2 separate regions of the Anas platyrhynchos genome follow, and region 2 is linked to region 1. The links are chromatin contacts, called in public Hi-C maps. All regions are on one chromosome and are shown on one strand. Each heading gives the region's core, a stretch centred on a gene start, on an enhancer-like site or on the middle of the called end of the contact. The rest is flanking DNA. Distances are from core to core; before and after follow the strand shown.

Evidence for each region. Hi-C and Micro-C count contacts between places; a contact is called where the count stands out from the background.
Region 2: a contact with region 1 is called in a Hi-C map of small yellow follicle, with 4 times the contacts expected there. The contact joins two enhancer-like sites. A contact is called at or near these places in 2 of 8 Hi-C or Micro-C datasets (F5 follicle and small yellow follicle).

Annotation. Positions count from the first base shown.
Region 1 is chr24:6,160,252-6,167,211 of IASCAAS_PekinDuck_T2T, forward strand. No RefSeq gene overlaps it. Among named protein-coding and RNA genes, the nearest start is that of EDN2, 13 kb to the right of the region's middle. Within about 2 kb of position 2,785, at least 5 of the 8 cell types and tissues checked have an H3K27ac peak or open chromatin away from gene starts, as enhancers often do. A contact at or near this core is called in F5 follicle and small yellow follicle, where this site is marked.
Region 2 is chr24:6,322,700-6,329,659 of IASCAAS_PekinDuck_T2T, forward strand. No RefSeq gene overlaps it. Among named protein-coding and RNA genes, the nearest start is that of EDN2, 150 kb to the left of the region's middle. Within about 2 kb of position 3,107, at least 4 of the 8 cell types and tissues checked have an H3K27ac peak or open chromatin away from gene starts, as enhancers often do. A contact at or near this core is called in F5 follicle and small yellow follicle, where this site is marked.

The DNA of each region.
Region 1 (6,960 bases), core at 1,535-4,034:
CTCACCTATTTTTGAAAGCTCAGGTGTCTATGTGCAAGCAAATCATCCTTTGCTTGAGTGGCATGCAGGAGACATCTTCAAAGGGTGAAGGCAGATCTGAGGAAAGCCCTTCAGAGGCCCTTAAAGTCCTCTACAGGGATTGACCAAATGTAGCTATCTGGTGGGGATGAGGCCCAATCACTGATCTCTCTTTGGTGCATTACTGATGGTGACTGCTGTTGGACTGAGTACCTGGAAAGCTGCTCTCTCAGGAAGAACAGGCATGGCAAGGCAAACAGCAAAGATGTTCCCTGCACATGGCATCTTCAACAATAAAGATAAGGGAAAGCCACTGAGAGTAAGAATCAAGTTGAGATTTGCTGCTCCATGCTAGGCTAAAGCTGGACAACGATGATTAAAAAGGTCCCTTCCAACATTAATAACTAGGAATGATGATCACCTTTCCCTTCCTCCCTCCACTAGGCTTTTGCTGTGCATCAACATGAAAAGTATATTGCTGGTTGCTTTACTTTTGTGCTCAAGGTCCTCATCACCAAGGACCCAGAGTAAGACTCTTGTACTCATTTGCACAAAAATGAGCCATCTGCCGAGGAGGTGAAACCTTCAGAAATTGTTCCTTGCCACTATGCACAGGAGCATGCACTGACAGGAGGGTGGTTTTGGCAATTCCAGGCTGTATGAATGGGAGAGGTTTCATGGATAGCTGGGGCATGAGCTGAGAGGTGAGCATCATAATGTCCCTGTTGACTTTGAGGCTGGTTACAAATATTATCAAAGCTCAGTGTAAACAACAGATACAAGCCCCATGTAGCCTCATGACCATCCCTGTGTTGGTTATATTCCATTTTCACATCCTCACCACTCTCCCTTTGCCCTGTGGGAAAGGACAGCACTATGATCTCCTTCTTGAAGCTGGGGAGGTTCCACTCCTCCAGCAGCACCGTGGCAGGCCAGAGAGGTGAAATTCAGTGCTGACACTTCCTGGGCAATCTTTGCTGATGTTGGTAGAGATAACTATACATAAATCCCAGATAGGTACGTTCCCAGACCTAGAAGCTTGTTTTACAGGGATTGCAGAAAACAGACTGTGGGGCAACAGGCATAAGTGATTAATACCCTTTTAGGAAACAAAATGATCTGTTACTCATTCTTTGTGAGAACAGCAAACAAAATTTTTAAGTCAGGCTGATAACAATGGTGTCCTTCCTTCCAGCCGCCTTGGCACTCAGTGCTGCAGGGACATGACTCTTCATGTCCATGTGTGTTGCCCATTGCACAGCAATGGAGGAAAATCCTTCCCACAGTCACAGGCCTGTGTCTTCCGTGATTCACTGAGAATGCCCTGGCCCTTGCACAGGTATTGTTCCTGACAGTGTATTCACTTTCTCTTTGAAGTGTTTAGGTTAAAATAGCTTCCATGGGCTTCTTGATCTTTGACAGTCTCCACAGCCCAGGATGGGAGGTTCCATGTGCAATGGGGTTGCCTGGCTGAAGCCCACAGAGGATTTGGTTTGTTGTTATAGAAAACTGCCCTGGAAGGTCATGCCCAGACCAGACATTTTTCCTACACTCAGCAGGCATCTAGGGAGTGATGCGCAGGATTTCATATCCTTGCTCAGCATCTTGGTAGAAGATATGCTCACATAGCAGTCATTCATCTGGTCATTACTATCAGCATTATGTCAGGCAGATGACATGGAAACACTTGTCTATAATTAGTTAAACCAAAGTGAGTCATAAGGTCTTTTCTATCGCTTGTTTGACAGCTCAGTGGTTTAACCTGGCTTCCCATATTGTTGCCAGGTCATATTCCTTCTACTTCCTCGTCACCACACAGGGGTATTTTGGGATCCTGCCTAAGGCAGGTAAATGGTGTGACTTAGTCTTTGTGACCTCTGGGCATTGTAACGGCACACATTTAGGTGGTTGGCTCCTGCCATGGAGCTGAGGGGCTGAGAACTGCTCAGACACAGCCAACTAGGAAAGAGGAAAGTGTGCCTCAAGTCCTCCTGCTCATGACCACAGGATGCAGGAAGGGATGCACAGGGATGCTGTAAGGAAAGTCCCCCTCCCAGAGGCACAGCTCAGCCTTGAAAGTAAGTACATGCACCATTTATTTCAAATATACAGCAAGGACTTGTTTTGGACAGGCCTTTGTGAAGAGCTATTTTCCAGCTTTAGGAAGTAACCAAGAGCTTTGAAGACTCAGTTAAACACTTGGTAAGCAGAAGGGGAATTTACATCTATTTCAACCTTAACAGCAGAGAATAACCTAGGGTGGAAGAAGGATACAACGTTCCCCACTCCTCCTGCACACTTCCCTTCTGTCAGACTTCGCACCTCAGCAGCCCTTTTGCAGAAGCCCACCTTCAGAGCCAGCCTTCCTCCTCCTCCAAACATGACAGAGGTTCTGAGGATCCCAGATGCCCTTTGCAATCCTTGCCTCATCACCGGCCCCTGTGCACTGTCTTTAGTCAGCATGCAGGGAAATCCATGCTGCCATAGGTGAGTGCAACACTGTGGGTAATCAATTATCTCCACTGCACATTGTTTTCATTCCTTGCCTATGTGCATTTCCCAGAGAGCTGATTATGTCACTCATTAACCTTCCAGACCTCTTTATTTTCTTTATGCAAAGAGCCGGCTTTTGTCAGGCCAGCACGTTCATATTTCGACTGAGCTTCAAGAACAAAGAGTCCACACTAATTCCTTTCTGCTTAGTCATACCCCAGTCACGTAGAAAGCTATTACCAAAATTGGTACAGAAAGGTTGCCAACCGCAAAGCTCCAGCCCAGCTGCGTGTGGTGAGATTTGCATATCAGCGAGCTGGGGAGAAGGCTCAGTGCAGGCAGCACTCACCGCAAAAGATGTTTTTGTTCATTTCTGTGAGTGAATGTTTGTAAAGTCAGAGCCTTTCCCAAAACAATGGAGATAATCCTCCCATCTGGCCTGTCCTCCCAGGAGCTTTTATCCTCTCTCAGCACTTATGTCAAGGCCAAACTAAGCTGGCATCTCAGTGGATTAAAATCAATTATTTTTTAGGCTGACCACATGGAGGTATTTGCTCCTTGGCAGTTGAGGAATGTGGTGCCGTGAAAGCATCCCACGTCCCTTTTCACCCTACGTGCTGCAAAGCATCATGTTGGAATGGTGCTACTGTGCAGGGAGCTCCTCCAGATCTATCGCATGACTGCCTGATTCCAGTGCAGGTGAAGACAGGCAGCAATCATGACAGCAGCCCAGCAGTGGGGTTGCAGGCTGGACATGAATGTCCCCATAATGTCTGCATAATTTACTCCTGTTTCATAATGAATAGAGTGGGTTTTTCTGCAGAGGTGATTCCTAAGTAGCATCACTGCAGCAGTCTCAGGTGCTCCTCTGGACAATAATCAGGTCATCAGCTTATACAGGGTGTGTTTCCTGCCCCTTCTCCAAAATCACGGAAGAAGACTATACACTTAGTTAGTGTTTTTTGTTTGTTTGTTTGTTTTATTTTGTTTTATTTTGTTTTATTTTGTTTTTCTTGAGTCAGGATTTGTTTTCCAGTTTTACTTTACAGCTACACAAAGAAACCTCCTTTCAGACCATGTGAGCTGAGATTCTCACAGCATCACAAGGATCCTGACCCCAGGGTTTAAGGACTTTCATAAGATTTGCTATCATGCTGATGCATTTCTGAAGCAAGCCAGTATCCCACAAAACAGCACTGTACCTCAGCCCGAGCTCCTTTTCTGCTTGCACAGGGTGGCTCTTTTGAGGATCTGAAATGCTCCTGGTTACATTTGTTGATGACTGGATCCAGAAGATGTTGGTCTAAAACCATGGTTATGTAGGACATTAACAACATAACATCTCCATGGCCACAGAAGTCATGACATCAGGGACAGTCACTCATAACCCTTGGTTTGAAGGGCCACGGGGGGCACCTTTATGCCCCCTTAGAACTTCTTGCCTTCTTTTCTATCTAGTTTTATCTTGTCATGACATGGCCATGGAGGAAGTACCTTCAAAAGTGACATTGTGCCTGCAGCTTCTGGGTGCAATCGCCTTTGGAACAGCCCAGGACACAAAGCACCGTGAAACATTGAAGGGCTGGGTGCAACATGCCCTTCGCAGGCAAGCCCTTGTGCCTGTGTAGGTTTGTGCCTTAGGGTTGCTTTGTGGAGCTGGGTGGAGTACGCTCCCGGTTGCAGTTTCTCTGCCTGCAGGAATGTGTGCTCTCCATGAAATGTCATCTGAATAGTTATTGTTAAAAGTGCCTAATGTTAGCTAAGATTTGTGTTACATCATAGCTGTCTGTAGCACATGTACCCCTTCCCTAGGTGGCATCTGTCACCACATAGATAAATAAGATGCCTCCCAGGGCTGCCACAACTCATAATTTTCACACCTCTCTCATTATGTCGTTAACCTAGGGCAGATCATCCTCTTAGTATTTCTGGGCCTGTTCATCCCTCTGACATAGCTAGACCAAGGCTTTGCTATATCATGTCCAGACAACCATAGCACAATGAGGCATCTGCTGCTGCGTGCAATTAGCTGTGCACAGCAGCCTGTCTCACTGGCACTGAATTACAAAGGTTTGAGCCTAAAAACTTTGTGAATTGAACAACTGCAAAAGCAGGGCAGAGGATGATTGAGACAGAGCTGTGTCTCCAAGGCACTTAACAGCCCCTCTTTTGGCTCATAACTTATCACGGTAAACATTAGCAGCAGGACCAAAAACTGTTCTTGATGGGCTCCTTTCCTGCTTCCTTTGCACAGGCAACAGAATTGGGTTCTGCTGAGAGTGTGGTGAGAGCACCCAGAGCTGTGCTCAGAGTTGCATTGCTACCAGTGAAAGGCAAAGTTCACCTTCTGTGCTTATCTTAGCAAGTCAGATCAAAGCTGAGTTGGAAAAGCTTTTCTCAAACTATTTAACTTTGCACAATGGACAGATCTTTGAAGGCAATAGACAACTTCAAATGTTTTGATTCTTGCATGGCCAGTACTTCAGAAGGACGTGGGTTTGGAGTGCAATGGCAGACCCCCTCCGATGGCCAGGCACTCTGGCTCCCTGACTCTTGACTCTGAACCCAGCATTAACCAAACTCTTCAGTCATTTTGATGCTGTGGATAGTCTTTTGGGTAGAGTCAGATTGTTCAAATTCTCACACCCTTCTTGATTTAGGAAACATCTTGGATTCTGAAGCACAGTAATAACACACATTACTCCTCTCTGTGCTCAACTTTTCCCCGTGTTTTCATAGGGCATAAAGCTCTAGCTGACTCCAGGGACAAGGTGTCCTGCACATGCCATTCCAGTGGAGGTCCTTGGCTTTGAATTTCAATACTCTCACCCTCTGGTGGGACTATAAAGGGGAAGGTGTTCCCATCTCTCCTCCAGAAATCAGCTCTAAGGCGTGATAACACCCCGTCACCTTCAGTTTGTTGTCCAACCATGCATGGCCTCCCACGAACACCAACTTCTTCCTACATACTTTTCTGTGTTTCTCATGCTTCCCTCACAAGCCTGACTTCTCCTTAGTGTCTGACTCTGTGGGGACCAGTTTGTCCCCACAATCACCCAACCTCACAGTACACCTGCAAACACCAGTCCTCTTCTCTTTCAGCTGGAGGCATTTGGAAACAAATGAGTGCTGTCATGTATGGAGCTCTGTATGTGTTATGACTGTTAATGTCTACAGCGATGTTAGATTTCAAATGACTGCTATTTAGAGACACAGGCAGCCAATTTATGTTCACTTCGTTACAGATTATTACAGAGGGAGCGCATGCACGCGCACACACACGCTTCTCTAATGAAAACTACTTTTGTTCTTTCTTGTTTTGTTCTCTTACACAATAAAAAATCCTTCTGGCTCAAAGCACCTTTGCTCACCGCATATAGAGAAACACACTTTTTGCCAACAACTCTCCTGAAGAGACACCCTGCAGGGATATCCTGTCTACACTTTTCCTATCATTAAGCAGAGGGTGGAAGTCTGCATTTGGGGAGCTATCAAACACCCACCCTATTTGCCACTCTGCCAGTGTTATCAGTGTTTGTCCCTGTTCTGTTATGTGTCCTTCAGTGTATTGCTGAATTCCTTTCCAAAATGTCATAAAACAACGGGGACAACTCTGTTGTTTTAGGAAAGAGGAGAACAGTCTGAGTACGGTGGAGAATGTTTATGCCATGGGGATGTGCACGTACCTCGTGTAGGATGTCTGCTGTGCAGCAGCAGAAATTTGAGTGTTTAAAGGCCTGGGGTGTAGACAGTTTTGTGTGCACTCCTTTGGAGGAACGTCAGCACCTAGGCACCTAAAGCACCTACAGTGTTAGGTGGCAGCTGAGGTTTTAGGTTTCTCAAGGATGCTTACATGCTAGGCTTGAGCACTTAATCCCCTCTGGATTTAGCTCTTTGGACATGGTGAGCTGCTTGTGCACAAGCCCTAGAGAGACTCTTAAACTAGGCGTTCCCCACTTTCTGTTTTGTTGGCAAGACCTGATCCATTAGGCATTTGCAGAGCCTGCCAAACCCACACAAAAGACAGCAGAGACGAGCCCTCAGACATGTGTGTGTACTAGTAGACTCCAAGCCCAGTGGTTACAGCACTTCCCTGGGCTGTGGGAGAGGCCAAGTGTGAATAACCACTTTACCTATTTTATGCTGTGGCTATTGAGCACAGACCCCTCTTGGTAGGAGACAATGAAGCTACCTGGGATGGGATTTTTCATATCTTTCCTTCTATTTTGTCCAACTAAGTCGATAGTGTTTAAAGTAGAGGCTTGAAAGCAAGTGTCTGAACATTGAGCTACTGGATATGGTGAGAAAGGAGGGAACCTCTTGAAGGATCTCATCTATCATGAGAAAAGCCTAGTCAGTTCTTCTACTGAACTTTTGTAGACCATTCACAATTAACAATTGTGAGAGCAGCACTTTGCAGATTTGCAGTCTGAGACAAAGGCACTTCTG
Region 2 (6,960 bases), core at 1,857-4,356, 160 kb after region 1:
TAATTGAATCTCTAGTCCTGATCAGTGAACATTGTTCAGGGAGTGAATTAAGGAAAGGCCCCACAGGCCTGCTCAGTTTTGTCCCAATTAAAAGAAAAACTAGGGTGGTTTTTTTGTTTTTTTTTTTTGTTTTTTTTTTTAATTTCTACATGGCTAAGAGAAAAACTGAAAATTAGGATCTGGGTCTAAATCGTGTAGAAGCTGTTCAGAGAAGTATAGATCTGGAGATCTGGACACGTGTCTTGTGTGCACATGTGGCAGTCTGCACCCCACTCTGAGCACCACTAAAATGGAAAAAAGGAGCTGGAGCCTCTGAGCCTTTCCTGGTCCCGCTCCCTCTGCTTCCATGGGTGGCAACCTACTCCCTTGGTGTTTGTTGCAGGTCATGTTTCAAATTTTTCGATGGTGATGCAACCGTCCGTTGCATTTAGCCAACATCAGTGATAAGCACCAGCCAGAGCCAGCAGGTGGTTTTCCACCCAGAGTCTTTTGTTGTCAGAATCCTCTTGGAGGAAATGTTCTGGATACTTCAAGGTCTCCTGAGATGAGTTAATTCTAAGCAGCACTTAGTTTAGAGTGATGTATTTACAGAAAATCCCCAAAGGAGTAGTATATGTTGACTAGCTATTTTGCTTTTATTGTGCAGCTCATAGTTTGTGTATTTCCAGATTATTATCTTTTAGTCTTCGAGTCTACTTGCTCTCTTGTTTAGGAGATAAAAAAAGAAGCAGGGTGAGTGTTCCCAAACATTGCTGGATTGGACCTTCAGATACTGAAACATTTTGATTGCAAGAAACAGAACTGTTTGTCAAAGTGCTCTGAGTGCCAGGGCTTCTTCCATCTGGATCTCACACCTTACCCCTCCTTGAATTTAATATAAGATTTTAAATAAGATTTATTTATTTTATTTTATTTTACTTTACTTTATTTTATTTTACTTTACTTTATTTTATTTTATTTTATTTTATTTTATTTTATTTTATTTTATTTTATTTTATTTTATTTTTATTTTTATTGTATTTTATTATTTTTCTGATAGAACAGAATAAAACTATTTGACTCCAAGCCCTATAACCCAGGGTTAGACCATTCTTGTGTGGCTTTAAAATGATAATGTCTGGGGTGAATAAACAAAAGCATAAAACAAGTCCAAACAATATTGGTTTACAGAGTCCCGGAGTTTACTTTGAAAATTTGGGTTGGTTCTGATTCTAGTCTCATAATCATGAGAAGTGAAGAGTGGGATTTAAGATTAATAAGGAGTAGTAATTCTGATTTTGGCTTGTCTTTATTATAGATAGGGATTTCCTCCTTTCACTCACGGAGTTTGGAGTCTGTCTGGAGGCTGGTCAGAAGGAAGCCTGGCCGCCCCAACTCTGGGAGGCCGTCTTGGAGAGAGAGCAGAGTTTTACAGCAGTGCAAGGATTTCCACTCCTGCTCTGCATGTTCCCTTGTTTCCTTGCATGCCTTGTGCATTGTGAGTGCCGGGTTCAGGCACAAGGATCCTTCCTCCGAGTACAGTATCCAACACATTATGGTCTCAGCCAGATCCTGAAGGCTCATTATAGTAATAATGATGAAGTGTTCAGCAGCTTTGTGTTGAATGCCAAGGGAGAGGTGACCTGCAGGAGAACTCTGAAGGGGGTTCCTAGAAAGGAAGGAGATGATCTGCTGGAGCCGAGCTCTTTCAGCCTGGCTGCTGGGAGATCTGTGAACTCTTTGAGGGAAAGGAGGCTGTGTAAACAGGCAAGAGGGGGGAGCCACTTAAGTCAAAATAAATGCTGTGAAATTCTTTCCATTGTATCTCACTGAATACAAGAGCTTGGATGATGAAGCCATGAATTCCAGAGAAGGGGCACCTGGAACAGGGCCTGTGAGGAAGGGGAAAAAATATTATAAAACATAATGATCAAACAGTAGGGGAGAGCGAGGACGATGAAAACATCAAAAGTCATGGCAATTGTTTTGGATGAGAATGTTTTTAAGAGTCCCTGTTTACGTTGGACAGGAGAATTTGCTTTGAACAATGGGTGAACTTTTGCAAAGCAGGCAAAATCCACTCTACTCACTACTAGGAGTTTATTTTTCTTTTGCTGAAAAAATGCATGGGTTTATAAAAACAGTGAAAAATTAAAAGGTGTCTTATTGTATTGCTGCCTACTTCGGGTCTGCTTCTCACACTGTTCATGCTGGACTGCTAGAGATAGGACTAGATAAAATGCAGGGGCAATTTACCCTTGAAATGCCCACGTATTAAATGTGGGGTATAATATATTAGGTTCATACATCATAGATGCAAACGTAATTATGGTCCAGACAACAGGGTTTTCTGCCAGAGTCACTAAGCTTACCTAAGCTTACTGTCCAGCTGATTCTGAACAATTAAACTTTGCAGGTGTCTGAGCCCTGGTTTTACACTTATTTTTAATATGTTGGTGTTCAGTATACTCCAGATTTCATTTCTGGATGACATTGTAATCACGAGATATTGTCACACAGAGATGAAGCCTTGTGGATCAAGAATGTGGGTGCTGCGAGCTAAAGCAGGCTGGAAGAGAATTTGGATACGGGATATTTGCAGCAGCAGCCAGCAGCCAGCAGCCAGGGGCTTTCTCCAGACAACCTGCAGAACCTCCAGAACAGAGCACCCAGAAATTTACGTCTATTCTCTCACATCAAGAACAAGCACAGCAGCACCATGCCATGCTGCAGAGTATGCAACCCTGAACTGTACCTGGCTATGACACATTTCATTAAATAATACCTCCCTTCACTTCTGCAAGGACCTCCTTGCCTGGCAGCCCTGGTGCCAACACTGCAGGTGACCAGGGCAGGTTGGTGGCCCCACAAGGCACGGTCTGCCTAAGAGGGCTCTACATCACAGCCCCTGTACAATGGCTAGCCATTCCTGGAGTGCCCCATACATTCCAGGATGCATTGGGCCTCACAAGTTAAATATTTAGTCTTTCCTGAATTTGAATACTTCCTGAGCTGCTGGTTTTGTTGTTTCCATATATTTGCCTTTGTTTCACTTGATTAGAGCGGTGGGCCTTGTAGATAGGGACTCTATTCTTGGCAGAAAGTGGAGTATTATTAACATTCCTTATCGCGGGAGTGTATATTATTGTGTGACATTGCACAGAGTAACCTTAAAATAAAAGCCCTCCTCTGCCATTCTGGGCATTGTTTTGACTGCCAGCCGCCTCCACAGTGCTCCAAGCAGAGACACCGCTCCCTGGGTTATCAGCTGCTTCCTCCACTCCTTTCCTAAATCAGTGCCATTCACTCACAAAAGGATGTGCCTTTCAGCGTATCCCTGGTGGCAAAGAAGTACGGTGGGACTTGGGGCCTGGTTTCCAGTGAACCAAAGGTTAAAGCCAATTTGGCTGCCTCCTCCAGCTGCAGGCTTGCTCTGGGGAAGGGGTATAACATGCCAGCTTCAGAGAGAGATAAGCAGTTTGCATATCACTTCAGAGAGTGCATCATGCAGAGTGCCTCCTAATCCCTGTGTCCCCTTTCTGACACTTGTTAACATTCTCCCTGACCAGGGGCTTTGGCAAGGACAAGGCAGCTTTCAGGCTTCTACATGGAAAATTTGCAGTTGTCTCTGCAGAGAACTCTATCTAGCTTGGCACAAATATAAATGCATAAAGGATGGAGCAGGCCTTATGATTTTCAGGTTTGCCCTTTGAGTTTTGGTACCATACATAAATTATAAGTTTCATATTAAGAAAAAAAAATAAAATAAAATTTGTCTTTTCCTATCACAAAGTAACTGTGCTGCAGTTCTGTCATCCACCCTGGCAGGAAATTGTCTCAAAGTAAAAAAAAACGGCAACACAGGCAACAGCTCATGCACATCTATCCCATGCCTAATTAAGGCTATTTAAATGCTAACATTATTAAGCAAGAGCAATTTCTTTCTCCATCTCATTTTTTTTTGTTTGTTTGTAAAAATGCAGGAAAATTAAATGTCTTAATAGAGGAACTGTGAGTATGAATGTGCCAGCAGCAGCATTTGCTCAGCCATGTTAGGAGCTTGCAGAATTGTCTTACTGTTTTTCTGGGTCAGTGTGCAGCTTGATAGATGCTATTTATATTACATATTGGGTGTCCCAAAATATGCAGGAAGTGCAACCCAGTTGGGTCAGTGCTGCTGGAGTTGTTTTGCTATTTGTCCAGCCTTAGTGCTGCTCTGTAGCCGGCTTTGCATTCAGTAAGTGTGCAACTTGGCTGGGAGCATTTCTACTCCAATTCTCTCTTAACCTCATACTGACAAGCTAATTGCAATACCTGGTAGCAGAATATCTCAATTGCACTGTCACCTGTCTCCTCAGCCTCTCTTCTGCCTGGAAGAGAGAAACTGGAACGTTGCCTCTTTCGGTCAGTGGGAGGAACAGAGCCAAGAGCAGTCTGCAGCCGAAAGCACTGAAGGAAGCAAATCTCCATCCTCAGATCCATCCTTCTTCATTGTGCTGCTGCTTGCTAGTAAGGAATAAGGTGTGTCACATGTGGATTTGATAGGATAAAAAGCCTTCTCCAGACCTCACAGCCAGACCAAGGAAATATTTTTCTTTAGTTATTTTCAGAAATACTGGTCAAAAATGGGTAAAAATTGTATCTTCAGGATGCTTTTTACAACATTTCTCAGTAGAGAAGTTATGATTTAATAGTTGAAGCGTTTCAGGTGTTCACAAGCTTTTAGCTAGCGCATCAACATATACACCTTTATTATTATTATTATTATTATTATTATTATTATTATTATTATTATTATTATTATTATTATTATTATTATTATTATTATTTTCTTTCTGAATAGGAATAGAAGAATTTCTAATAGCTCCACCCGTCCTATCTTGTATGACCAAGTGCTTAGGTGCTATAAAAACACCAGGAAGCAGAGAAGTTGCACTGTCTGTGCAGAACACTGTCACAAAGTATGATAGATAGGGAGATAAAGGAGCATGTTGCAGCTGGTGTGCTGGGAGTGCAGCTGAAGCAGCCTTGAAAGAGTGTGAAGATTGTTGTAGACAAGCTTAAACGCCACTTCCTTAGTGTAGCAGCTGGTGCAACTAGCTGCCAGATCTCCTTGCTCTGGAAAGACAGAAAGGGTTTCAAGACATTACTTTGGAAAGCTTCAGGAGCCTCTGTGATGGGTAGTTTTCTCCCAAGACTGGTTACATCCCCAGGGCAGGGAAGGTCCTGGTGAACTATCTCAGTGTGACCAAGAGCAGATATTAGAACAACAACATTGAAATGCAAAATCTTGTCAGAATTGTCCCTGCAAGGCTCCTGCGCTTTATCTGGAAATGCAGAAGTCCACCCTGACCAGCATGACTGCCAGGCTGAAACACAAGGTAGACAACGACACCTGAAGGCAGCAGGCTCCAGTGCCTTGAAATCTTGGCAGTGTTCTCACTTAGTCATCAGAGTGTGTTTACAAGTCTCTCCCACTATTCTCTTCCTGCCAGCAGCTGACAAGCACGTCTAGTTAAGCTTAACAGAAGTATGTTTAATAATTAGCAGAGCTTAGGAAGACCTTGCTTGCAGCTCTGTTGCGTGTGGAGGTGTTAATAAGAGCACATGAGGAATGAGAAATGTTTGGCACTTGCAGCAGCTGGAGGATGCTTCCACCCTCTTTCCATGAGCAGCACCTCTCAGTGGCTCCAGGCTGATGCCATCAGTGCCTGGAGGCTCCTCTACATCTCTGCTTCACGTCTGCCCTGCTGCTGCTGGCAATGAGGGATGCTGAGGGCAGCGAAGGGGCCGCAGTGTGTGGGGGGCTCAGTCCACCTGGGCTCCCCCTCACCCAGGGATCTCCTGCCACAGCTCATGCTGGCTGAGCCTTGCCTGCTTTGCACAACCACGTCCCAACACAGATTGCCCATTGCCTTGCTCTTTTTGTATCTTTCCTGGGAGGCATGGGCCACTCTTTTGCACGAGGTGTGTGTGACAGCTGGGGCATATCTGCCCTCAGCCTGTCCTTCCCACCTCATGGTAGCTGCTCGTGATCAGAACTCTGGCTTTCTGTCTGCTGTTCTCCCCCTCAGTCCCATTCAGCCTTCTGGAAATGTCCCTCACCAGGGCATTTTCACTTGCTCCATAGCTCTGAGTCGCAGCTCTCAGTGCTGCTATCAAATCTGTCAATCTATTTCCTTTCTCATTTTCATCTAAACTTCATCTAATCTACAGTTCTGTCCATCCATAACCTTCCTTTTTTTTCTAGAATGTTTCAGACCGGCTCCTTCTGTTTATGTACATTAGCTGCCAACCTTCAGACTCCTCAACACTTCCCTTTGCTTTTCTTTTATGGCCTTTTATGATGTTTATGTTACATCAAGGTCTTTTCCCTTTATTTTTTTCCTTTCTGCCCTTGGATATGTTTTCTTCCATCCATGGCTTTTATTGCCCGTCCTTATCAAGAATGTTTCTGTGGGTGACAGGGCTGTCTGGAGCACCAGACCTCTATCTGCAAGCTGTTCGGTAGCTCAGATCTGGGTCAGGCCTTCCAATGCACGCTGCCCATAACATGCTTGACCTCCCCAAGGGCAGTCCCTGAAGCCCCTTATTTCACCCTGCAATACCCTTCCTGTTTTGGCCTCCTCTGAAAGCCAATGGCTGCCATCTGCGAGTGCCTTTGTCTGTCATAATCATGGTCAGCAGTGACAACATCCCCTGCCATTCCCATAGCCTCACTTTCAAAGGGAAAAGAGAATGCCTGTCCTTTGCGTCTCACAGAGTTCACCTCTGATGCTTGTTCACGGCGTGAGTGAATGGCATTCTGATTGCACATGCTGATTCCTCAGGGCCCCATGAGACATGCTGTCTGTACAACTTGGAGAACCCAGACCCACAACTGGAGGCCCCTGGTTCAGTCCATGAACTAAATGTTTGCTCCTGACCCCAGACCCAAATGTGGGGCAGTGGCTGATCTGTGATCTGCAGAGAGATGGGCAG